2 separate regions of the Mus musculus genome follow, and region 2 is linked to region 1. Evidence: chromatin contacts called from public Micro-C data. All regions are on one chromosome and are shown on one strand. Each heading gives the region's core, a stretch centred on a gene start, on an enhancer-like site or on the middle of the called end of the contact. The rest is flanking DNA. Distances are from core to core; before and after follow the strand shown. Region 1 holds the start of Fxyd7 (FXYD domain-containing ion transport regulator 7). Region 2 holds the start of Kctd15 (potassium channel tetramerisation domain containing 15).

Region 1 (6,673 bases), core at 1,314-3,813:
TGTGTCTTCCCAGGTCTCCTGGTTTAGTGTTGATGTCTCTTTAATATTTGCCAAATGAGTTGTTGTTTGGGGAATGTGATTTAGTTTTGCTCTTTGTAAAAAGGTCCTACTATGGAATCCAGGCTGGTCTTAAACTCATATTCCTCTTGCCTCTGCCACCAGGGTGCTGAGATTACAAGCATGGATGACCACACCTGCTTCTTGCCTCACTTTAGGGCAAGAGAGAAAAAAAATACTAAATTTTCCACTTATAGTGGTGGTAAAAAAATAAAACTCACTAGTATTTTTTTTAAGAAGTCGATTCTCTGGAGGAAAAGTCTTAGATAAACATCAGCAAAAGGAACATTTTAGTAGGGCAAACCTCAGAAGCATACAGCTGGTACCCAGTGTCTGAGAGTCACCTGTGCTGCACCTTAGTGTCACCACCAGAGGGTGGGCAAATTGGTCTCTGCCATTCAGTCTGGTTCGCAAGAAGTTTTCTGGAATGAATGAATGAGTGAGCAAATGAATGAATGAATGAATGAATGAATGAGAGGACCTCCTAGGTTGCAGGTATTTGCACCAAAGATGGAGGTGTTGTTTTCCCATACATTCCTTGTCCAGGTAGATGCTTGTCCCAGCATCTTGCTGGGCTCCTCCAAAAATCCTCTGAGGATCCCCCTGTCCACAGCAGTCCCAGTCTTTAGGGTGTGGCTGAGTAACGGGTGGAGCCAGGAGGCAGGAAAAGCAATGTACACCACTCTTGGCGAGCTGCCAGGGAGAGATCAGGAAGGAGGTGGTTGCTATGGAAACCAGGGCATCTTTCGAGGTGGTGGGGTCCTGGTATTCCAGGCTGGGTGGGGTCCTGTGTGATGTTTTGGAACTGGGCAATCTTACCTCCCCTCTTTGCACCTGGAGACCTGGCTTCTGGCCAACCTGAGTGTTTTCACTCCCCAAAATAGGGACCTAGACCCAGGTATGGCCACATCCCCATTCTGTTCTCTCTCCCGCTCTCTGGCAAGAGCCGCATCTCCCTTCTTTCCCTCAACAATTTATTAATTTGTTTCTGTAAGCTGGGGAAGAAGAATGCACCCGAGCTTTCCCTCCCCCGGGGTTTCCCAAGTCCTGCGGTCCCCTGTCAGCCTGTGACAGGGAGAAGGGGATTGGCGAGGCATCTGCCCTCCCACCTCTACCCGTCTGCTGCCATCGATCTTGCTAACCACCACCTCTGCGAAAAGAAGCCCTGGGCTCCCGCCAGACCTGCTGGCTCAGCCCTACCCCCTCTCTCTGGGGTGGCTCCCAGACTCTGCAGCCCCTCTTCCCCCCCCCCCCCGCGCGCCCTGCCTGGGAATCTGCAGCTAGGGCTCCGCACAGCAGTCCCCCTCCCCCAACCCCGCCTGCTGGGAAAGAGGAAAGGTGCTGTAAGAGTGGAATTAGGGTTTCCTCCATCATCAGGGACTCCACAGCAACCCCCAGTCCTCTGCCCTGCCCCCCACCCAGCCTCGTTCAAGCATCCCCCTAGCTCGTCCACAGAGGACCACACACAGAGGGGGAAGATCAGGAAACCACGGAGTCAGAGAGTGTTTAAGCCCGTGAACATGAACGCAAATCTGGGTTAATGGGTGTGAAGTGTAAACCCAGTGCGGCTGGATGCGGGGAGACAAATGTATCTCCAGGATGAAACCATAAGTGCATGTGGGCTGGGAGGGGGGTCCCCAACATTCCATCCCCACCATGCAGGTTCACTGCAGTGCTGCAGCCCCACCCGTTCCCCCTCCCTCCATACTTGTCTATGTTCCTCTATCTCAGCCCTTCTTCCTTCCTCTGTCTGTCCATCTGTTTGTCTGTCTGTCTCCTCCCAACTATGCGTCTCTGAAAGCTTGCTACCTGGATTTTTGTGCCTCTGTCTCTCCTGTATCTCTTGGTCTCTGTCTCTTTCAGGCGTTCTTAGTCCATCTCTGGTCACACCATCACCACCACCACCATCACCCTCTTCTCTCTCCCTTTAATCGTCCCTCTGTCCCTTAGCATGTCTGCCTGTCAAGGAATTTAGTAAATATCCACACTATACTAGGCAAACATGAGATAATGAATCCCCCCTTAGCTGGCCCATCTCGGAGTGCTGAAGTCTTCCAGAACCTCTTCTGGCTGCAGATCCCTCAGCTCCCACCTTTAAACCCCATCTCTTCCACCGCTGTGCTGGACCAGGCACCCGGTTGCCATGGCAACCTGTCCGCGCATCCTTTCTCTTGGGACTGTCACTCTCTAATCATAGGTCCCGCACAGGGAGGATATCTCCTGGGAGAGGGTGCTCAAGAAACCCCAAGGGATGTCAAAGAATGTGCTCATGGGCCTCCGCCCATGATAGGGGCAGATTCTCTCCCCTTCGTCTTCCTTTCCGTATGGGATTCTTCCTACATCCTGTCCCCTAAGCTCCTAGATTCCCCCACCTCTTTCCTAGCACCCATTCCCCAAGCGACGCTCACCGTTTGTGGGGCTCTGGGTTGGGGTGGCCATGCTGAGCCTGAGCAGGGGGTTGCTGAATGCTGAGGCAGCGAAGGCGCGGCTGCAGCAGCTGGAAGCAGGACAGACTGATGTGGTGGGGTAAGGTGGGGGGAGCCCTGGTAGAGTGGGGGCCTATAGCCAATGGGGGCCCGAAGAGCCCGCCCCCGTCCAAGCCATCCCCCCGCCCCCGCCCCCGCCCACTGCTGACGTCCCCGCCCCTTCCCCAAGGGTGGGGGCGCCCCCTGCCGGGGCCAAGGGGGCTCCCGAGTTTTCGCACAAGAGGCACTGATATCAACCAAGCGCTATCAAGAAGGAAAACCGAGTTTTATTAGAGGTCTGAGCAGCAAGGGGTGTCCGAAAGGCAGGGCTGATGCAGGGAACGCTGGGGGTGGTCACAGGCGAGCATCTGGGTGGGGAGAGGTGTCAGGTGCTAAGGGGGCTCTGCGGGGGTGAAAAGAGTAAGTGGCAAGCTCTCGCCACTATCCCACCCTGGCACTGGGCCCCTTGCCTCCCTCCCTCCAAACCCCTCTCCCTCCTTCCTCCCATCAACTGCAGAACCTGGCTGAGTTTCCTGGAGTCAGGTGGAGGTTCTACCGCCTGCGGGATGACAGACCTGAGAGGGACGCAGAGAGTTCTGGGGTAAGGGGGAGTCTGCAACCAGGGCTAACTCTCCGCCAAACCCATTCTGAGTCCAAGAAGAGGGGGCTCTTGAAAACAGCTGCCCCACAAACCCCGCAGTATCCCCGAACTCACGGCGGATGGAGCTGCGGAAAGTTCCCTCCTCTTCGTCGGGTTCCCCAGTTCTAAAAAGGAACAGATAGAGGAATTCGGATGGACCAGGAGAGGCAGCCGCTTCCGAGAAGCCCCCTAATGCAGGCCTTATTTCCCGACCCCCACCGTGGACTTGATATGAACGCGGTCCGTCAGAAACAAGAGCGCCCGGCTGCTGTTTCGGGGTGCGGCAGGAGGTGCTCCCAGCCTGTCACGGGTGAAGGCCTCCGGGATATTGGGGAAGGTACTTGACTTTGTTGGGAGAGGGACGGTCACAGCGTCTTGGGAGACTTGGGACTTGGGTCCAGTGAGTGACCCTAAGTCACCTTACCGCCCCGTGCCTCAGTTTCCTCATATGCAAAATGGGATTGATGATGGAGCGCACCTCATCCGGGTGGGGTAAGGAGTACATAATAGAGAAGGAATCGGGCACCTGGCGCGTAGTGCGCACTCAAGCATGCCAGAGGGTCGGCATGGAGGCATCTGTGATCATCTTAGCACGCAGAAGGCATGCCTACGTTTTCTGCGCTTTAAAGGTTTATTTCGAGAGGAATCCTGCGCGAGGATCGGGACTGGAGCTAAACTGGGCCGCCCTGTGAGGTGATCTCATTTCAGCGCGGCTGCTTCTGCCCAGCTTCGCCTCACCACGCTTGAGTTTCCATCTGCGGGGCTGGTGGGAGCCCAGCGCCCCCACTGGCTGGGCGCTAGGCCAGGCAGAGAGGGAGCTTGACCATCGCTCCGGCCCAGGAGCCTGTCTTAGGGTTTAACACACACTAAGCGCTTAATACATGTTCACTGCAGGATGGGTGCACTTGCTGCCTCGCCCCAACCGCCTCTCCACTGCGGAAGGAGCGAGGGAGGCCCAGAGGGACCACTCACCTCTGCTGTTGGTTGAATTTGCATCGACATCTCTTGCCTGTGGAGTGGGAGGGTATAGGCTGAGCTTCCCTCTCGCTCCCGCATCCCTAGGCTCTCCTCCAAACTGGGGAGGCCGCAGGGGGTGGGGCCTGAGGCGCGGCTGAAGAAGGGTAGGGTGTGGGGGCGTGGTCTGGGTGGGAGGTGAGGGGCGTGGTTTGAGGTGGGGGTGGGGTCTGTGCGGTGAGAGGTTGGAGTCAGGGTGGGACCTAAGAGAAGTGGTTGGAGACTGAGCCTGTGTTGGGCGTGAATAGCGCACAGGCTGCATGTGTTGCTGGGAGTGGGGTTTGGGGAGGGAAGGCTGGAGGCGGGATGGAGAAGACAGGTGCAGACACTCACTAAGGATGATAAGGATGCCCAAGATGAAGAGGATCCCAGCGATAGTGAGGCCGCCGATCCGCAGGGTGTGGTAATCTGTGGACAGCCCCGGAGGAGGGTGACCAGCGGGGAAGAGTATAGTATGCAGCTCAAGGAGGAGGAGAGAGAAGGGGAAAGGACAGATGTGAGAGGGGAGGAGAGGACAGGTTAGAGGAAGGAGGCAGGGAGGAGGTGGTAGGAAGAGGGAAAGGATGGAGAGGAGGATGCTGCTGAAAGTGGGGGTCGTAGAGGTTGAGGTACCTGATACTGATAAACCAGTTCAAATGAGACGGGGGGGGGGTCAAACAAACAGGCAAGGGGGTCTAAGACAACTAGAGCAGGAGAGAGTGGAGGATGTGGTGTGTGTGTATGAGAGAGAGAGACAGACAGAGACAGAGACAGTGACAGAGAGACAGAGAGAGGGAATAGAAACACGCAGGCCCTCTCTCCAAACCCCACAGTAGCTTCCCCTCACCGTAGGTGAATGGATCCGGTTCCTGTGGAGCTTCTAGAAAGAGAAATAAAGAGCAGCGTTAGAGTAGCTCCTGGGGTCTGTAACAGGGGAAAGTATAAGGGAGCCCTTCAGGGGCACCACTGATCTTCTTGGACTGGGAGTTTAGGTGCTACTGAGCCACTGGCAGGCTGCCAGCCTGCTCTGCGTCCTGGAACCTCCAGCACTGGTCCGGCACCCTGATATCTTGCAGATTGTTCATGTTTCCGTCACCCCGGGAATCCACCTTCCATCCACCCCCGCTGTTGCCTAGGAGACCCCTGATTTCCTGTTACATAGTGTCTAGTTTGGGGTCTCTCACTGGGTTTTCTTGGGGGGCTTTTCCCTACCTCTGCCACCCACATGGCTGAGATGCTGAGCACCTCCTTTGGACTCACCTGCACTGGCCATGGAGAGGAGACACACACACAGAGCCAGGATGTGGCCGGGAGATGCCATTGCCCTAGGGAGTCAGCCAGGGTCAAGAAATGTCCTCTGCCCTGCTCTCTTTCCCTCCTAAAGAGGATCTGAACCCGTGGGGTTAAGTCAAGGACGGCCTAAGGACTTAAGTGTCAGCCATTCAAGTTGAATGGCTCCCTTGCTTCACCCAAAACCATGTCCCTAAAACAACTCAATAATAGGGACCAGGAGACCACAGCATACACAGCAGCAAGACAGATGGGGAGAGGCAGAGTCCTGGGGGGATGGGGTGGCTCCCACAGGCTACTCCCATCCGTTAGCTGGTCCCAGAGTCTCAAAACCTACCCTTGTAAGGGAAGCAAGCTGCCTCTGGACATAGGTGGGAACACTAGGCGACATACAGCAGGACATGCCCAGCCCCACCTGCCCCTACACACCTCAACCAGTGGTCTCTCTGTACCCAGGCCGTCCCAGCTCTCCTGCCCTCGGCCGCCTGCCCGCTCTCTCCCTGACCCTGGGTATAAATATCTCCCACTTCACCCGGGAGGAATTTGCTGCACACGGGCCACCATGGCAACAGCTCCCCCCCCAAAGACTCAGGGGGTCCTGTATAACACTGCTGGGGTGAGGCCCAGCCAGGAGCCACATCCCTACAGGCCACCCCATCTCCTTTTCTTGAAGCTGTGAGAAAAGGGGGAACATCCCTCTCTTTGTCCACCTCTGGGTGACATCTTTCACAACAAGACTTTAGGCCAGTGAGTGACAGGCGGCCCATGCCTGAGAGAAGTCAGATGTTGTTTCAGGGACACACATACGGGCACAGACACATTTATGTACAGGTACACACACACACACAGAGTGGGTGTAGCTGGAACAGGAGCAAACAACACCCTCTCCCCAAACTGTTGATTAGAGAGCGCAGGGTTTAGACATAAGCACATTCTCTCGCTCTGGGCCTTCTGTGCCCCCCAAACAGAGACAGAAACAGACCTATACAAATGAGTATCTGAGCCTCACCCCCTGCCAGGGGTCTCGCAGTGGCCGCTGAAAAAGGGAGGAGTCTCTAACTCTCCCGCCCCTGTGCAACCCCTGTCCCCACACTCTCTCCTCCCTCTTGGGTCAGGCCTGCCTGAGAAGCCACAGGCTGGCCACTCTTGTTCCCAAAATAGGCCTCCCAGCTAGGGGAGCTGAGGGGCCCGGAGGGAGGGCTGGGGGACGCTCACCCCATTCACGCTG
Region 2 (7,061 bases), core at 2,140-4,639, 3.6 Mb after region 1:
CCATACCCCTAAGCAGACCTCCAGACCACAGCATAGCCTCTCTCTCTCTCTCTCTCTCTCTCTCTCACACACACACACACACACACACACACACACACACACACACACACACACACGTTTTCTAGGCAGTTCCATGTCTGCTAATTTGGCTAATGACAGCCTAAAACATATGCTCGCCATTATTGCCCTGCAATGTTTCAGAACAAATCTGATTTCTTTGGTATTTTGACTTAGAGCCGTGTTACCAAGCGTGTCTCCTCTTGCATCAGTGGAGAGAACCTTGGGGCGGGGGTGGGGGGGTGGGGGTGGGGGTGCCGCTCCCCTCAGTTGGCTGGGGAGCCTAGGATCTCTCACCACCCAGTGAAGAAGACGCAGTTTGTATAGGACACCTCTTTCCACAGAAGCCAGGGCACAGAGATGCAGGAGCATCACTGGGAAGCCACCAGTCACCTAGAGCTTCCACGGCAGGCAGACAGGACCTGTCTTTGTTTGCCTACTCTGCACCTCCCTGCTTCTCCAATAGACCCCCAGAATGGTGCTGCCTGGGCCTAATGTATTCCAGACCCCCTCAGGATCACAGGCCCTTGAGGCATTGAGAGCTGGCCAGACAGCAATCAGCAAATGGGCTTTCTCCCCTCCTCCCCAGAGCTACTCAGGGACTTTCCTATGTGCCACAGACACCTGAAATAAAATTGTGCCTCAGTCCCCAGAAGCTACCCTGGGGGCTTTTCAGGGGGCCCCTGAAGAAGGGGTGGGGAAGGGCGGGTTTCTAGCTACCCCTTTCACTGGCTCCGGGTTGTCTCCAAGGGCAATAGAGGAACACACACACACACACACACACACACAGACACACACGCACATGCACACACTGACACACAGACACACACACTGACACACACATACACACAGACACACACATACACACAGACATACACACACAGAGAGACATGGAAAGGGGAGGAGGGAAGTCTACAAACATAACCTGGACTTCTCTGACACAGATTTAACCCTTATGTGTCAAAACTACATGCTATCCTGGGTACCCACATGGTGCTTTTTCTGTTAAACTTCTAGATCTCTGTCTTAACATTCAGCATGCAATGATAAAACATGGTCTGAGGTACATAGACTGAACCGATTCAATGGAAGGTAAGTGTCTCCCCTCCTATGATTTGCTTCACCTCTCCGCTGCCCTGGGAAGTTCTCTGACCTGAGACTGTTTGGGGGTGAGGGAGGGTGTTCTATCCTCCTGGAAGAGTTGGGTGGCTGTTCAGTCCCCTGCTTTGGACATCCCAGGTCATTTACCTCAAGGAAGTTTTTGAAAAACCAAAGCGGACCCAAGGGATGGGTTATCCAGTCCTGGGAGGGGGGGTGGGGGTGGGGGAGAGGATGCCATAAAGGAACACCCACTGAAGGTCAACAGAGATAGAATTCCCACCCAAATTCTACCAAAGCACCACATTTTTCCACTACCAGGACCCAACTCAGATGTGACAAGTAGCATCAAGCGCCCATCTACCAAGCTGCCCCAGCCTGCCCTCAGCCTGTTTCTCACAACACAAACCAGAAACTCACCATTGGAAGCCCCAGGCCTTAAGCCTTGACCCGAATCTCCACTGCTCCCTCTGCCAAACGCATCTGTGGTGGACCACGACCCTTCTTCCCAGAACACTGCTGAGATCACAAACATAGACGTGCAATTGATAAGAGACACAAGTTCCCTGCACCAAACACCAGGACCCAGACGCGGCTGAGGCTTGGCCAAGCCGCCTGTTGCAGGGACCTCAGCGGGTTTGCAAACTGGCCCAGCATTGACCCGCTTCTCCAAGCTGTGGTGGGAGACCCCGGTCCCGCGCCCACCCGCAGCCGAGCCCCGCCCGCCCGAGCAGAGGGAAGTGAGCAGAATGCCACGCTCATTTACACACAAAATGATTTTGTGTCCCATTGTGCTCGCAGTTGTTCAGCTCTCTGGGGGTGATTAAACTGGCTGAGCTGCGGCAGCTTGAGACGATTTCACTAAATCGCTTCTTCGTGAAGTCGCTTCTTTTGCTAAGCTGTTATCTTAACCATAAAAGGTAAACAGAAGGCGCCTCTCCAGTTCCCTTCAGCTCTTACGCCCAGGGCGCTTGCCCGAGGCAGCAGTGCCAGGGGCCTGCAGGACTGTCCAGGGGTGGAACGGGAGGGACGCAGCGGGCCACCTGGTGCGCGCCAGCGGGGCCGCAAAGCCAGCCGGCCGGTGTGAACTTCGGGGCTACAGGATCCGCTGGGCCGAACCTCCGGCCCCGCGGGCGGGGTGGCCAAGGTACCCGAAGGGCCCAGCGAAGAAGGGGTGGGAGTGCGGTGGGGGGCGGAGACAAAGTTAAATCAAGAGGCAGACACTTCAAGACCACAGATGGGAAGCTCGCCTAATTAAGGACGTAAAAGCGCTTTTGTTCTCAAAGTTTATTGTTGCCGGGATTTAAAAAAAATTAATTGAAACTAATGCTGTTATTCACTCGCGCAGTTAAATTCCTTCATGCACATTTGAGACACGGAGTGAAAACTTGAAGGTTTATCTTTCTACAGTCGGGGGCTTCTCGAGGGAGGGTAGAGAGGTGCTACTGTGACGCGAGAGTGGGAGAATGAGGGTGTTCGCATCCAGATGAGGGGGTGCGTGTGGGCAGTGGAAATCTAGAGACCGCGGTCCGGTCTTGGGGCGGCGCGTTCCCCGCCCCACATCCTTCCTGAGCTTGGAACCACCACCAGTGCGTCTAGCATGAGACTCGTAGGGTGGGCGTCAGAGAACGCACATCTGTCCCGTTAGAGACTTTTTTCTTTTCTATAAATTGGGCGCCAACCCGGTCCTGTGAGCCCCGAAAGCCCAGCTGCATGGAGCCGGTTTCAGACTCAGGAAAGTCATCAGCTCTGCAGGGCACTCGAGCCCATACTGGAACCAGAGTGCGGAGGACCTGGACGCATATTCCGCACAGCAGGATGATCAGAGCCCGGCCGAGTGGGGAGGGTCCACCCGCGGCTAGGACCAGCCCACGTGGGCACCCCCCCGCCCCGTGCGCGCCAGGCCTTTGTGCTGGGCGCCCCCACGCCGCCAGCCCCTGCGCTCAGCAGAGGGACAAAGCAGCCGCCCCCCCGCCCCCAGCCTAGGTCCCGGCCCGGGGCCGAGTGACTTTCTCGGAATTGCAGCCACTTTGGGAACCAGGGGTGTGCGGCACTGAGCGGTGGCCGCCCGTGCTGGGCTTACCTCGGAGCCGGAGCAGTGGATCGGGCACCGGCGCAGCCCCCGCCCCCCGCAGCCGCCGGTGTCGGGCGCCCGGCGCAGCCCCGTCGCCTAGCGCTCGATGCGCGCGGGTCGCTCCGGTCTCGTCCTGGAGTTACTTTCTCTCTCGCCCCCAACCCTCCCCCCACCCACCCCTCCCGCCCCGGCCCCCGCTCCGCGCGGCCCCTCGCGGCGCGCCGCGCCGGGGCCTCCCCTCCCCGCCCTCCCCTCGCCTCCTCCCTCTTCGCCGCGGCCGCCGCCGCCTCCTTTTCGCGCAGCTCTCCGGCTGCCCTCCCGCCGCTCCCACCTCTTCTCCTCCCTCTCTCTCCAGCGGCCTCCCCCGATGGCTGGAGGGGAGAAAATAGCCCCCCAAAACCAGCCGGTAGCCTGTGCGCCTCGCCGCGGCCCAGCCCGGATTGCAAAGGGCAGCGATCCGGTTCCAAATTACCCCGGCGCGGCGAGCGCGAGCGGGCGCGCGCGGGCGACTCCTGGCTCGGGGCTCGGCTGCGCCTCGGGGCAGAGGATTAGAGTCGCAATTAGCTCCGCGCGCCCGCGCCTGCCGCGCTCCGCGACAAAAAAAAAATGCACCGTTCCCCACCGCCACCACTTCCTTCCCACCTCGCGATCCCCACCCGTGGGTCCCGGAGCCCCGTGCCTGGGTGCCAGGGGGCTGGACCAGTACCCTTCCGGGAGCGCTGCGCCCGAGCCCCGCGCCCTCTGCGCCCCAGCCCCCCGCCGTCCGGCCACGCGGCGCCCGGGCCTCCTCCGGGCTCGAGGAGGGGGCGGGGGAGAGGCTGATTTTAATCATTGTCATTTCATCTGATGTAATATTTCCCCGGGCGCTTTCAGCTGGGCATAAATTTTCGACTCCCAAATAAGTAACACAGGGCACGTTTCTCACATTTCTCGACTCCTCGGTTACAAAGAGGAGAGAAGCAGCCGCCGCCGCGGCGCCCCGGGGCTGAGGGCGGGACTTGGTGTGGGGAGGGGAGAGAAACTGGGCTGCCAGGCGGCTTACCTCCCTCTCTCCCTCCCTCTCTCCCCGGGTCTCGGCCCCGGCTGCCCCTCTCCCGGGGAGCAGCGCCGGCCGTGACGTCTGCGGACACGCGGTGGCCACCGCGGGGGAGGGGAGCGCGGGGCACCCGGCCCGTCGCCTGCGGCCACTCGCGCCATTTCCTGGACGAGCGCGGCGCGATGGAGACGGCGGCGGCCAAAGGTCCCTGCGGCGCGGAGGCCTGCACCCAGAATGCCCCTAGCTGCTCCCCCGCTGCCCCTTCCTCCTCCTCCTCCTTCCCTTGCGCCCCGCCCGTCCCTCCTCCTCGACCATTTCTCGGCTCCTAGGAAACGGATCGCGGCCGGTGCGCTTTGCCCAGACTGCGCCCCCGCCTGGTTCCCGGGACTCCCGGGCCAAAGGCAGGCTTTCGGCTAGGAAGGCGGGTGCGCTTCGGCCGGGAGCAGCGGCGCGGGCCCCCCTTTACAGACTCCGGCCGGGCCTGGGCGCCCTCTACTGGCCAAACTCCTGGGGGTGCTCTCGAGGCCAGACGGGAACACTGGAGAAAGATAATGGGGGTGGGGGCTTGGGGAGAGGACCCAGTCTCCCCTTATTCAGGGGACCTCTAGTGCGGAGAGAGCATCCGTCCGCGCGTCTGTAACTTCACGCGGGAATAAGAAACTTTCCTCCTGAGGGAGTTATTTATTTATTTATTTATTATCTCAAACTACTGGAGAAGGGGGAAATTTTCTCATTAAAGTTACATCCCCGCAGTTAGTTCAATTACTTGATATATGCAGAAGATGTTGTAAATTTATAGATTTAAATAGCTTACAAAGATGCCGCAGGCCCCATCAGTTAATTTCCTTAATTTATGGATTTTAAGCTGCTCCTAGAACAGAAAGGGGCCCGCGAAGTAGGTCAGGGATCTGTGCTGTGGGGGCCCATGGTCGCCCACGTTTGCTTCCCAGGCTCTGAAACCACCCTGGACTAGCTCCCAGCTTTGCTTAAACAGTGCTACTCTTCTGGTGAGCATGCAGGTGAGGGAGGTCCTGTTCGGCTGGATGGTCTGCTCAGTTCTTTGCTGGCTTCCCCAGGCTTTGGACAGCTCAAGGTAGTAGAACTTAGAAACAGTAAACCCCCCCAGTGTTGAAAAAGCTGACCCTTAGAATGAGGTGAAAAGCACTTTGCAAGAATGGTGACCTCAGTAGAGCAAGCTGCTATGTGAATGCCCTCAGCTTCAGAGAGAAAACCTTTCCTAGGCTTTGAAACAGGGAGAGCCAGGAGAGTATGCTAGGCTCACTTGAGGAGTGACGCTCTGAAAACTGCTTGTCACCGCCCGACGGGCCTCAGTACCCCCTCTCTTCTTGTCACCTGCATGGCTGTGGGTGAGTCTTTGTTTTGTGTTCAATACGGGTGAATACATACATATAAATTCATACTTAAAAGATTGGAATAAACTCAACTGTTTTAGGAAGCCACATGGCAATGTGATTAGGACTGGTATTCATGATTTAACATTTCTTTTCCCTCTAGATGAAGTTTCTAAGATTCACAAGGCACATGTCAAGGACGGGTGTATAAATGGATTTTTATTTATTCACAACTCCACGACTAATTGCTTCCCCTTGCCTCAAGGCCACGAGATTGGTTTTAATATGACACTTCAAAAGTATTCATAGAACTCCAGAGATAGCAAGTGTCATTGTTTAAGAGACAAATCTCACCGTGATACTGCTGACCCTGAAAAATAGCAGGTTTCACTTTATTTTAAATTCCCACATGTTTCTTTTTTTTTTTTAAGTTCCACTTGATACCAACTATATTAAAAATGCACAATTTAATCAGAACAAGGGCTGACCATTTTGAAGGACCTTTATTTCCTTGATGCTCCCGGTCTTTGTCTCCACCGTCTATCGTCTCTCATCGAATGGCTGAGCTCTGTGTGCGTCACGAAGGGTAAGCTTCGGTCTGAGTTTTGTCTCAGGTGTTTTAAAAGTTCCTGGCTAAGGCTGGAGAGATGGCTCACTAGTTGTGGCCATATGCTCCTCCTGCAGGAATTCAGTTCTCAGCACCCACACAGCAGCTTACAACTGCCTGTAACTCCAGCTCCAGAGGACCCAACATTCTCTTCTGGCCTCCGAGGGCATCTGCACCCCCCCCCCCCGCCCCCATGCATATCCAAGAATAAAATAAAGCTTTTTTTCTTTTTTAAGTTTCTAGCTAAATGTCAACTACCTCTTACACCAAGAGAAATTGGCATAGCCCACAATAGGTGTTTAGTGGTCTGTCGTATCCAATGCAGCAGGGGTACGTTTTTAAATTGAGAATATGTAATCAGGATGGAAACAGGCCGAGACATCTTGTGGACTATATCTTTCATTACTACAGTCCAAGTGACGAAACTGGATGAATCTAGGCAGAATGTGCATCGTTTAGATTTGATTAGTGCTGAAGTTGCCACAGCCTACAAGGGGATCCAGATCTGTGCTCCATTTAGGTTTCTGCTCCAACCAGAGCAGTCCTGTTAGCTGCAGGATGCAAATCTATCTGCTAGTGAAGTGAGGAGGTTGAAGCCTGTAATCATAGCATTCGGAAGGCTGAGGGAGGCGGCTCGTGAGTTCTGGGCCAGACTGAGGCTTGAGAGCCTAACTGGAACAACAGCCCCCCAAACAGGCCCGTAGTTAGAAAGAGGGAATGAATCTTAAATAAGATGAGTTTGCCTACTTCAGCATTCTTAGGAATGCTAGGACTGGACAACAGATGAATAGACTGAGGGTCCTTTCATCCTGGTAGAAGAAGGGATAAGAGCATGGA

Evidence for each region. A called contact is a pair of places that touch in the nucleus more often than the background predicts.
Region 2: a contact with region 1 is called in a Micro-C map of embryonic stem cells, with 7 times the contacts expected there. The contact joins the promoter of Kctd15 here to the promoter of Fxyd7 in region 1. A contact is called at or near these places in 1 of 39 promoter capture datasets (cranial neural crest) and 1 of 484 Hi-C or Micro-C datasets (embryonic stem cells).

What each region holds. Positions count from the first base shown.
Region 1 is chr7:31,048,891-31,055,563 of GRCm38.p6, forward strand. Fxyd7 (FXYD domain-containing ion transport regulator 7) reads right to left here and starts at 2,564. Exons shown (of 6, transcript NM_022007.1): 1 at 2,466-2,564. The coding sequence starts at 2,496. Fxyd1 (FXYD domain-containing ion transport regulator 1) reads right to left here. Exons shown (of 8, transcript NM_019503.4): 1 at 6,661-6,673; 2 at 5,416-5,480; 3 at 5,003-5,035; 4 at 4,510-4,584; 5 at 4,135-4,171; 6 at 3,238-3,287; 7 at 3,043-3,097; 8 at 2,788-2,925. The coding sequence starts at 6,665. The coding sequence ends at 3,075. All of the region lies in intron 2 of Gm38984 (a long non-coding RNA gene), which reads left to right.
Region 2 is chr7:34,651,009-34,658,069 of GRCm38.p6, forward strand. Kctd15 (potassium channel tetramerisation domain containing 15) reads right to left here and starts at 3,390. Exons shown (of 7, transcript NM_001360820.1): 1 at 3,239-3,390; 2 at 1,576-1,674.